Linked DNA regions of Sus scrofa: region 2 is linked to region 1. A link is a contact called in public HiChIP or PLAC-seq data. All regions are on one chromosome and are shown on one strand. Each heading gives the region's core, a stretch centred on a gene start, on an enhancer-like site or on the middle of the called end of the contact. The rest is flanking DNA. Distances are from core to core; before and after follow the strand shown.

What was found. HiChIP or PLAC-seq counts read pairs in DNA pulled down with a chosen protein or histone mark.
Region 2: a contact with region 1 is called in an H3K27ac HiChIP or PLAC-seq map of skeletal muscle, with 5 times the contacts expected there. The contact joins the promoter of GOT1 here to the promoter of HPS1 in region 1. A contact is called at or near these places in 2 of 5 promoter capture datasets (fetal skeletal muscle and liver) and 1 of 2 datasets of contacts at active chromatin or transcription factors (skeletal muscle).

Annotation. Positions count from the first base shown.
Region 1 is chr14:109,751,615-109,756,625 of Sscrofa11.1, reverse strand. It overlaps HPS1 (HPS1, biogenesis of lysosomal organelles complex 3 subunit 1), which reads left to right and starts at 2,914. Exons shown (of 19, transcript NM_001098587.1): 1 at 2,914-2,948; 2 at 4,641-4,757. The coding sequence starts at 4,641.
Region 2 is chr14:110,632,774-110,637,436 of Sscrofa11.1, reverse strand. It overlaps GOT1 (glutamic-oxaloacetic transaminase 1), which reads left to right and starts at 1,612. Exons shown (of 9, transcript NM_213927.1): 1 at 1,612-1,782. The coding sequence starts at 1,665.

The sequences.
Region 1 (5,011 bases), core at 1,665-4,164:
TAAGTAAACAGCAGTGTATCCGTTTAATGGAATACAACTCATGCTGATGATGAGTCTGACACAGAAACACGGTGAATGAAAATAGCAGGATAGGAGTTCCTGTCGTGGCTCAGTGGTTAATGAATCTGACTAAGAACCATGAGGTTGAGGGTTCGATCCCTGGCCTTGCTCAGTGGGTTAGGGATCCGGCGTTGCCGTGAACTGTGGTGTAGGTCGCAGATGCGGCTCGGATCCCGAATTGCTGTGGCTCTGGTGTAGGCCGGTGGCTACAGCTCCGATTAGACCCCTAACCTCCATATGCCCTAGAACAGGCAGAAAAGACCAAAAAAGAAAAGAAAAGAAAATAGCAGGATAAAGTGTGCTCAGCCTGAAGGATCTCAACTTCTGGCTGCAGAGAGGGATGTCTGTGGTGGGGATAAATGCTATAGGAGTGGAGCTGGAAGGTCTGGGGCTCAAGGTGGGCTGGGAGGGCTACAAGGTGAAGGGCGGGGGAAGGAGAGGAGGCTCGTTTTGTCTGAAGGTATTGGAGGCATTAATTCTTGCCTCCCCACCCCGCTTTGCTCAAACTGCAGGTCTTCCAGACGCTCCCCACAACTTAACCCTGCTGGGCTGCAGCTCAAAGCTGCCAGGTGATACCAGGGTACTAAGGGTGGCTTAGGTGGGAATTTCGTCCCTTCCATGATCATCAGCTGTCCCCACCCTTGGTCACTACAAACACACACACAGTTTAAGAGAATCTAGCAAACACAGGTTCAAAGCAAAGACCCTAATGTGCCCCCTCATCCCCCAGATGGACTGAGAATCCTTATCAACAAATTTCAGCGTTGGCATTCTAAGGGTCATTGGGTCCTTCTGCAGGCTGTGTCTCCTCCTAAGGAGTTCCTGGAAACAGTCACAGGAGGGTGGCTCTCTCGGCCCAAAACTGCAACTCAGAAAGAAAAGCCAAAGGATGAGGAAGAGCCAGAGCCCAGCTGGAAGCCAGAAGACCTGCTTTCGGAAGCTAACTCGGCCCCTCAGCAAGTTATTTCTTCTCTCTGGGCCTCAGTGTCCTCTTCTGTAAAACAGGGACATTCCTCGTACTTATTGGGGAGGGAGTGTCTTGAACTCGGGCAAGTAGCAAAGTAGCAAGCCCCAGCGCAGTGCCACTGTGGGCCTCAGCGCCCTCCTTGGGAACGGGAGGAACGTGGCCACCGTCCAGCAGGAGGCAGTGCTCCCAGGGCCAGACTGCCCGCAGGAGGGAACTGCAAAGTGCATGGGGCGGAGGCGGAGCAGGAGGGAGCAGGAGGGGAGGAGGGGAGGAGGGGCGGGAGCGGGGGCTGGGGGAAGCGGAGGGGGAGGGCTAGAACCCAGGAGCGGGCTGGCTTTCGGCCGCTCCCCGGCGGTCACGTGGGCGGTCACGTGGCAGAACCCGGAAGCGCGCCTGCTCGCTCCTGGAAGGCAGGGCGGTGTTTGTCTGACTCGGTATGTGTGCCTTCCGTACTGTTTAAGCGCCTGGGTGGGCGGCGGGCCTTCTTCTCAGACCCCTGCGCGGCCTCCCGCAAAAGGAAGGAGCGGCTCCACCCCCAGCCTCACCCGCCCCAGGGGCCTTGCTCTGATTGCCTCCCCTCTGTTTTTGCAGCTACAAGGGGGGCGGGTGCCGCAAGCCAGACCTTTTGCCCTGGGTCGTCGTGAGAGCCCTGTGGGTCGTCACGCCTGGGCCTCCCGTCCAGCAGGGGCAAGGCCGAGGCTCTGAGGGAGTGGGCCTCCTGAGACGGGGCTGCTGGCCGGGGGAAGCGACTGCTGCAGGGGCAGTTTCCTGGGAGGATGGTGATTTGGGCGTAGGAGGTTTTCCTCAGGTTGGCCCAGTGTCATCTGGAGCTCCAGTGAGTCCTGTGTTCCCTTCCTAGAGCAGGATAGAGAGAACAGGGAATTAACAAAATGACTCCAGTGGTTCTCTTTCCAACAGCCTTTTGAAATTAAAAAAAAAAAAAAAGCGGAACCTAATGTCCAGTGAAAAGCATTCCTGTTTTTCCAGGTATATGTCAGTTAGGCCAGTCATGCAGGTGATGTTGTAAGTCTCATGTTGCACAGGATGCTAAGCCCCCAACAGCACTTTCTTGCCTTTTACTTGTTTACAATGTTTGGCTTCCTAATTAAACTTCAGTTTTATATTGTTCCTGCCTTCGTGATCAAAATGTGAATGATTCTGGAACCAGTTTAGTTCACCCTGTCATTTGAGGAAGGGAAGCTGGGACATAAGTAAAATGACCCTCTATCTCTATGTAAGAAAGCAGTTTGCAAAGGATGTGCCTGCCTGGTGACTCCTGAACTCTCACTAGAACCCTGGAGGGAGGTGGAGCTGGTGGTGGCTGAGGCAGAGATGTTTATGTGCTTTGGCAGAGCCCAGACTAGAACCAGGTCTCTGATGCCTTTTGCGATGGTTTACTGCCATCTGTTGCATCATCCTAGGATACCTAGTCTGTCTCCTTAGGATGTGCTGTCTCTTAGTAGTCCTCACAGCAAGCTCCCTGGGGCTGCTCAGGGTGGGTTTGCTGACCGCACCATGGCTGGGAGTGACCCACAAAGAAATGAGATTAGTCAGTGGGCATTAATGTTTGTGGATATCTGCTATGTCCAAAGGACCATGCTGGCTGGGCTTGTATTCTCCATTGGGGAGGGCAGGATCTGGGCCACTGGCAAAACTCCTGGTAGTGGGGAGCTTGCTCTGAGCAGACTGCCCAAGGGCCAGAGAGAGACCTTTGACCATTCAGTCCTTCACCACCTTATCCCCTCCTGGGAACCAGGAGCTGTTGGAATGAGAACCTCTTCTTGCCTGTGACCTCCCTGTGTGAAGTGTCTGCAGGTCCCCTGATGATATGCTGCTCTCATGAGCCGGTCACCGAGTCTGTCTACTGCAGTCCTTCCTGAACCTTTGACTGTCCGGAAGCTCCACAGTGCTCCTTGCCAAGGTAGGTGGTCCTGCCTGAGCTGGAGGCAGGCAGCCCCCACCCTGGGGCTCCTCAGGCTGGGGGAGGTGGACAGGGTGAGGCAGGCGAGGGACCAAGCTCTCGAAAGCTGTGCAGAGCCCACTCATCCCCACCCCCTACCCCAGCTCTGCATCCTGATGTCACCTTTGCCTGTTCTGTCCTTCCTCCCTTGCATCCAGGCAGTCTCAAGGCCTCTAAGACTCTAAGCTACACCTTTTAAATCAGCCCTTCCTCCCCTGGCCTCCACTAAGGAGTGGACTCTCTTTCCTCCACCCGGACAACTGGTCTCCTTAACCGTGACCCCACCCATTCATGACACAGACCCTCACCAGCCTACCAGCGCGCTCTGCTCTTCACGGCCTCCATCCTCCAGCCCATACACCCCCTTCCAATCAGGCCAGCCCCTCAAGTCCCCATCTTTGCCACACTCACCTGGGAGTGTGCAGAGCAGCCTCTTCCAGGCCCACCTGCCCTCATCCAGCAACCTTTGCATCACACTCCATTGCTCTCCCAGTCTCTGCCTGTGTCAAGAAATTCCATGGGAATAGGCTACATTCTTTGCATTTTACTGTGCTGGAAACACCACAAGGCGAGGTGCTAAACCAACTGGAGATTTAGGAAGAATTCAGTAAGTACCCCTAAGCGGATCACACAGGGGATCCTAGTGAATGTAACTGCGCCAAGACCTCGAGTGGCTGTGATCCTATTGAGGAAACAGAATGTCCAGCCACAGAAGAGTTAGAGCAGCGCTTCCTCACAGTTGTCACATCTTAGCACATGTGGTCATGTCTGTGCAGCATGCTGCGGTGGAGGAGAAAACTTGATGGCCCTTTGCCTGGGACAAGCAGCTTGCCTGAGAGCTCACCAGGCTGCTGCGAGGGTTGAGAAGATCAATGTCTTGCAGCACCTCGGGGCCGGGCTCAGCATAGAAAGCTGTGGATTAAGAGCCTACCAGTTGGTGAATAAGACAACACGTATCATGAAGCATTAAAATGTGTGGCACAGAGGGTTCCATGCGTGGGTGGCCGGGAGGGAGGTCTGGAAGGGCCAAAGGTACTGGTGCTGGTGGCTGAGGAAGCAGCAGCTACACAGGGCTGAGAGTGAACCATGGCCAAGGCCACACAGCCTCTGTGTCCACCAGAGCTGGAGGAACGTGTGAATGAAACTCCTATAAGGCTGCATCCACTCCTTGTGGGCTTTGAAGCTTGTCCTGGAGCTGTTTCAGGCTTGAGGAGAAACACCTTTCTGGACCTTCCAGAGGGAGGTGCACTAGCTGCCCTCCCTTCCAGACCAGACCCCTTTGCAGTCGACCCCCTGTCCAGATCAAGAGCTAGGTCTCTCTTTACATCTGGCTCCAGCAGGACGGTGGTGGGTCTGTTGCTGTGGTGAGAGGGGCCGGATTATGCAGGAAAGAGCCCCAGCCTTGGCATCAGACAGATCTGGGTTTAAATCCCACCTCTGCCTCATCAAATCCTGTCTGTAAAATGGGAATAACTGAAGATTCCTGCTTTATCAAGTTGCCATGAGGAAATAACACCAGGAAAGCCCTCACGGCTGTGCCTGGCACACACTGAGGGCTACTAGGTGTTTGCTGGGATTCTGATCCTTTTTATTACTCAGGCCTTGCTTGGATGTGGGGCTGGGAGGTGGCCTTGACCTTACTTCTCCTGGCAGATGAAGTGCGTCTTGGTGGCCACGGAGGGTGCCGAGGTCCTCTTCTACTGGACAGATGAAGAGTTTAAAGAAAGTCTGCGGCTGAAGTTTGGGCAGTCAGAGAATGAGGGAGAAGAGGTGAGTGCTGTCAGAGAAGGAGGGAGAAGAGGGTCGAGGGATGGACAGGAGGGGACAGCACAGAATTGCAAGACGCAGCAGAGCCCCCCATCCCCTCCCCACTGCCAGCCCAGCCCGAGGGAGCAACAGGGCGCGTTTGTGGTCCAGCGCATCCTCACAGGTCAGCCCTTGATGCTCTGGAGGGCAGCGACCCCACCCTCACCCCCTAGGGCTCCCTGGGCTAAATGAGGGCCGGAGGAGGTGGGAGAATTTTA
Region 2 (4,663 bases), core at 363-2,862, 880 kb before region 1:
AGTTCACTGTCATTTCACCTTCAGCATTGAACTTGCAATCTTAGAGGAAAATGTTAATTCAACACTGTGAAAAGTTATCTTTAAAAACAGGCTGTTTCTGAAAAGATGCAGATGATACAAAGGTTGGCACCTGTTGCACAAAGGTCTTTTGGATTACGTTTATTACTTTGCATGAATGTTTGAGGTTTGTTGTGTTATCCAATGAATAGAGACTGAGATATTGCTTTTTTTCTGAAAAGCCTTCCACTACTTATTGAATACTTACCAAGTGCAAGAAACTGAAGGAGACCAATACAGGGCAAGTTCTCTAGCCAGAAGGAGCTTACCATCTACAAGGGGTGTGGCAGATACGCAATGACAATAGCTAATATTGCGGGAGTGCTTACTATATGCAACTAAACACTTCATACATATTAACTCACATAATCCCCACAACAACCATAAGGAAAGTACTATTATCTCCATTATATGGAGCATGAACAGAGAGGTTAAGTAGCTTGCCTAGATCTGCCCAGATTAGTAAATGGCAGCACTAGAATTTAAACCTAGGTTGTCTAGCTCCAGAGCTAGGTTCTTAACTGGGCATTTTCTAAAACTGTAATATTGCCAACAAGATACAGAAGCATAGGAAAGGGAGATGAATTTTAACCAGAGTGAGGGTTAAGGCATAGCTTTATGGAGGAGGCATTTGTTCTGGATCTTGAAGGTCAATAGGTGGAGAGAGGGGTTGGGGAAGGAACAGGCAGACTAAAAGAAGATTTTGGGTACCAGCCAGCTGATGGCAGCAAGATCTGGTTGAGTGCCTGTGTGGGAGAAAAGCTGGAGGGGGCGGCTGCGCCCATATTCTCAAGATCCTTGAGGATCAAGCCCTGTCAGATAGGAAGGGGAGAAAACGCCCGCAATTGGAAGAGTGGCAGAAAGGAACTCCTGGACACTTCCTCTTATCTTGCCTTGCTTTGCCTCTCGTCATGTCTTGCCTCCTGTCTGAAACCAAGGCAGGTGGCCCACCCACATTTCTCTCAGGCAGAGAAGGTCAAGGTCGCCCGCGCGGGCTCCGGAACGGCACGATTGGCAGAGGACTCCCGTCCCGAGTGCAGACGCCGGATTTGGCTGCTAGCCTGAGCCAGGCCAGGATGGGTCAGGAATGTACGCACTCTGCGGCGTGGCAGCTAGAACACCAGTTCTGTGGGTACCAGAAGGCCGGTCCTCCGGAATTCCCGCGGGCCACCGCCTGCTAATCTCTTGGCCCTTGAAGGTCGAGGAAACCGCCTCGCGGTACGACTGCCGCTCGGCTCCTTCCTTCAGCACCGGTAGGGCCAAGGAACAACAGCCTCAGTGATAGGAGGACGCTCTGCCAATCAGCCATAGACCCGCCCCATCTCGGCCGGCGTACAGTGCATTGGTTGCATCATTACCGGCCTCTGACAAGGTTCTCTTCTTGGATTGGCTAATAGCATCCCCTCCCTCCTGGCCTTTTTTGTCAGAAGCTCACGATTGGTTAACAGCTTTGCCAAACTCCCGACACGGCTCGACCATTGGAGGCCGTGGGCCCGCCCCCGCCTACTAGGTGAAGGTGAGAGTCTCCTCCAGTTGCAGCGGTTGGACGGTACCGAGCGGCTCCGGGCGCGAGGTGAAAGCTCCCGGCCGACTCCTGCTCTCTAGCTATGGCACCTCCATCAGTCTTTGCCGAGGTTCCTCAGGCCCAGCCGGTCCTTGTCTTTAAGCTCATTGCTGACTTCCGGGAGGATCCGGACCCCCGCAAGGTCAACCTAGGAGTGGGAGGTAAGGATGCAGTGCCCAAGTGTGTGAACAACCTGGGAGTGGAGCGGACCTAACTTGGGCTATGGGGACCGTAGGAGATGCCGAGGCCCACCTTGGTTCTGTCGGAGAGGTGGCAAGATCCACGAGGCTTGGTTCCATCTGCCCATTTTACAGATGGCCATATGGAGTCCTTGAAAAAGGGAGACGTATCTATGTACACACAGGAAGGTGTAGCAATCAGGACACAAACTCAGTTTTTCCGATTCTCTATTGTGTGTGTTATACTGCGTCCTTTCCCTAGGGAAAGGATGATTGAAAGGAGAGAGGGGAAAATAGAACGTTTGATATCAGGCTTGGAGACCTGATAGCTGGGGAATGGATAAAGGAGAACTCGTAGTCCTAGGGAGCGCTGATCTGGGTCGGTAAATATTTGACTGACTACCAGGTGTCAATCAGGCACTTTACCAAACCCTGTAAAAGACTGAGGCTTGGTTTTGGCTCCAAGGAGATTAAAATCAGCAGTGATAAAATAGAGATCTAAAATTCTTTCGAGACACGTTAATGCTCTTTGGGACGATCTGGGAAGAATGTGGTGGGAACGGGCAGGGATGGTGAAAGGAGTGGAAAGAATATAGATGGTGAAAAGGAGTGCGATGCATCACTTTGCACACATCTTTGTCTTTATTTCTTGTTTGTCTTTCTTGGACCTTGGATAGGTCAGAGCATGGGCCTTCAATTTGCCTTACTGCTAAGAAAAAGACTTGGACTGGAGTGCCTCTGAAATTTAACTCTAATCTTAATCTTCTCTGGTGAATGTATTATTTCTGTCACTGTCATTTGGATGTTTGAAGCCACACAGACACTCAACAACACCCAAAGACCAGCCAGGGAGAAGAGAGTGAATAGGATGATGTTCTGTGCTAGGGAACAAACTTAGAGCAAAAGGACTAGAAATTTTGAAAAGAGAAAATTGAACTGTTTTGTAGCAGAGACGCAGTGGCGAGAAGGAGGTTCAGAATTAGGTGTCTTACAAGTGACTGTGTCTGTCCATAGGACCTGTTAAAGTCTTCACCAAGGAGTATGGGGGATGAGTGAGAAGAAAGCCTTTAGAAAGTTCTTGGTTTGTTGAAAGCTGGATAATGGGTACATGGGCATCCATTATATTATTTTTATAATTTTTGTATATATTTGAAATTTTCCATAATAAAGCATTTAAAAAAAGCCAGTTCTACATAGTTTCACCCACAGAGGGAAGGTAATGTTTTTAGCAACAAGCAGAATAGAGTAACATTGAAAGATTGCCTTGAATTGAATTGGAATGGTCGCTCTTCAAGCTCTTTATCTATCCAAAACTTCCAAATATGTCTTTAGGGCTCCATTTATCAGGAAGAACTAATATTGATATTAATCTAAATACATTTTTTTTAAAACCTCAGGTTTTATTGTCTCAATTACCTTTAAACTGTCTTTCAGGGTTTTGGTGAGGATCAAATGCTTTTAAAGTGCTTAGACCAGTGTATGACACATAAGTAGGAGTTATATAAGTATTAGATATTGCTCTTGTTTTGGTATTTGGAGGGGTCACATAAAAGATGTTTAATGAAATTTTTCAGCTCAAGAACTGCAAAATAAAATAATTTCTAACACTGGTTCCAGAATAAATTGTTCATGCAGAGAAAAAGCACCCTGCCAGCCCAGACAGAAGTGAGTGATTGGCTCAGAAGCATACTCTGCAGCCCAGATGGTGGTCACTTCAACCGTGACAGTGTCTTTGTCATGTTTTTCTGGAACCAAGGAATTCTTTCTCTTTACTACAAGCCAGTGATCTATGCATTTGGTGCTAGACTCTTGGAGGGTTGTTTATTACTATTACTGTTTTAGAGATAAGGAGGCCAAAGCCCAGATTGATGAAGCCTTTTGGCCCAGGTCATATGACTATAGATGGTAGAGCTGGGTGGGGTACCAGGCTACATCTCTCAGGTCCCTGGGTCTCTGCCCTCTCCTCTATTTTGGGCACCTTCAGGTGGTCCAGAGGGAGCCAGGGCACTGTAGTGGGAGGAGCCAGGAGACCTGGGTACAGGCCCAGGCCTGCAGCCCAGTGAGGTGACCTTGGGAGTGTTATTTAACATCCCCAGACTTAATCTCTTAAATAAGGAGCCAGGATGGAATGACGCCTCTCTAAAATTCTTCTCTAAGATTCACTAGCACATTACATGACTGCAGTATAGGATATAATGTTAGTGACCTCATCAGTTGACTGAGAATTAAATGAATAATTTCATGGGAAATATGATATTATATGAAAATTGTTATATAAAAGTTATTTCTGATGATTCCTGTGACATCTTTTTTTTTTTTTGTGCTGACAGGTGTTCAGATAAGGGCCTCATTGAAGTATAGTAGAATAAGAGGTCTCTTTATGGCTTTCATATGTCCTAGCTCTGTTTATTATACACATCCCAAAGTATATCCTTTGTGAAGGAAATGTAATTAATCTCTGGCTTTGGGGAAGGTACTTTTTTTTTTTTTTCCCTGATTTAAGAGAAAGCCTAATGGAAATTATTCAGCTCACCTTCTAGTGATGATGGACATTTAGAATAAACACAACTCTAATCTCCTTAGCTCGTTCCTACTTGGAGATAGTCTCCCCAGAGATTTTCTTCTTGCTGTGACTATTTGCATAATTTCCACATAGTTAAACACAGCAGAGCATCCCATTTTGCTCCATTAAATATAACGCTTCTCTGAGTTGACCATTTCAGTGCTTCTCAAAGCTTCAGAAAGTGACTTTAAGGGCAGGGGAGACAAGTCCAGCCTGATGCAGCCCGAGGCAAGACATTTCTCCATAGACTGCAGTCCCTTTCTCCTGTAAACTTGGCTTTCTTTTGTTCCAAATAAACTG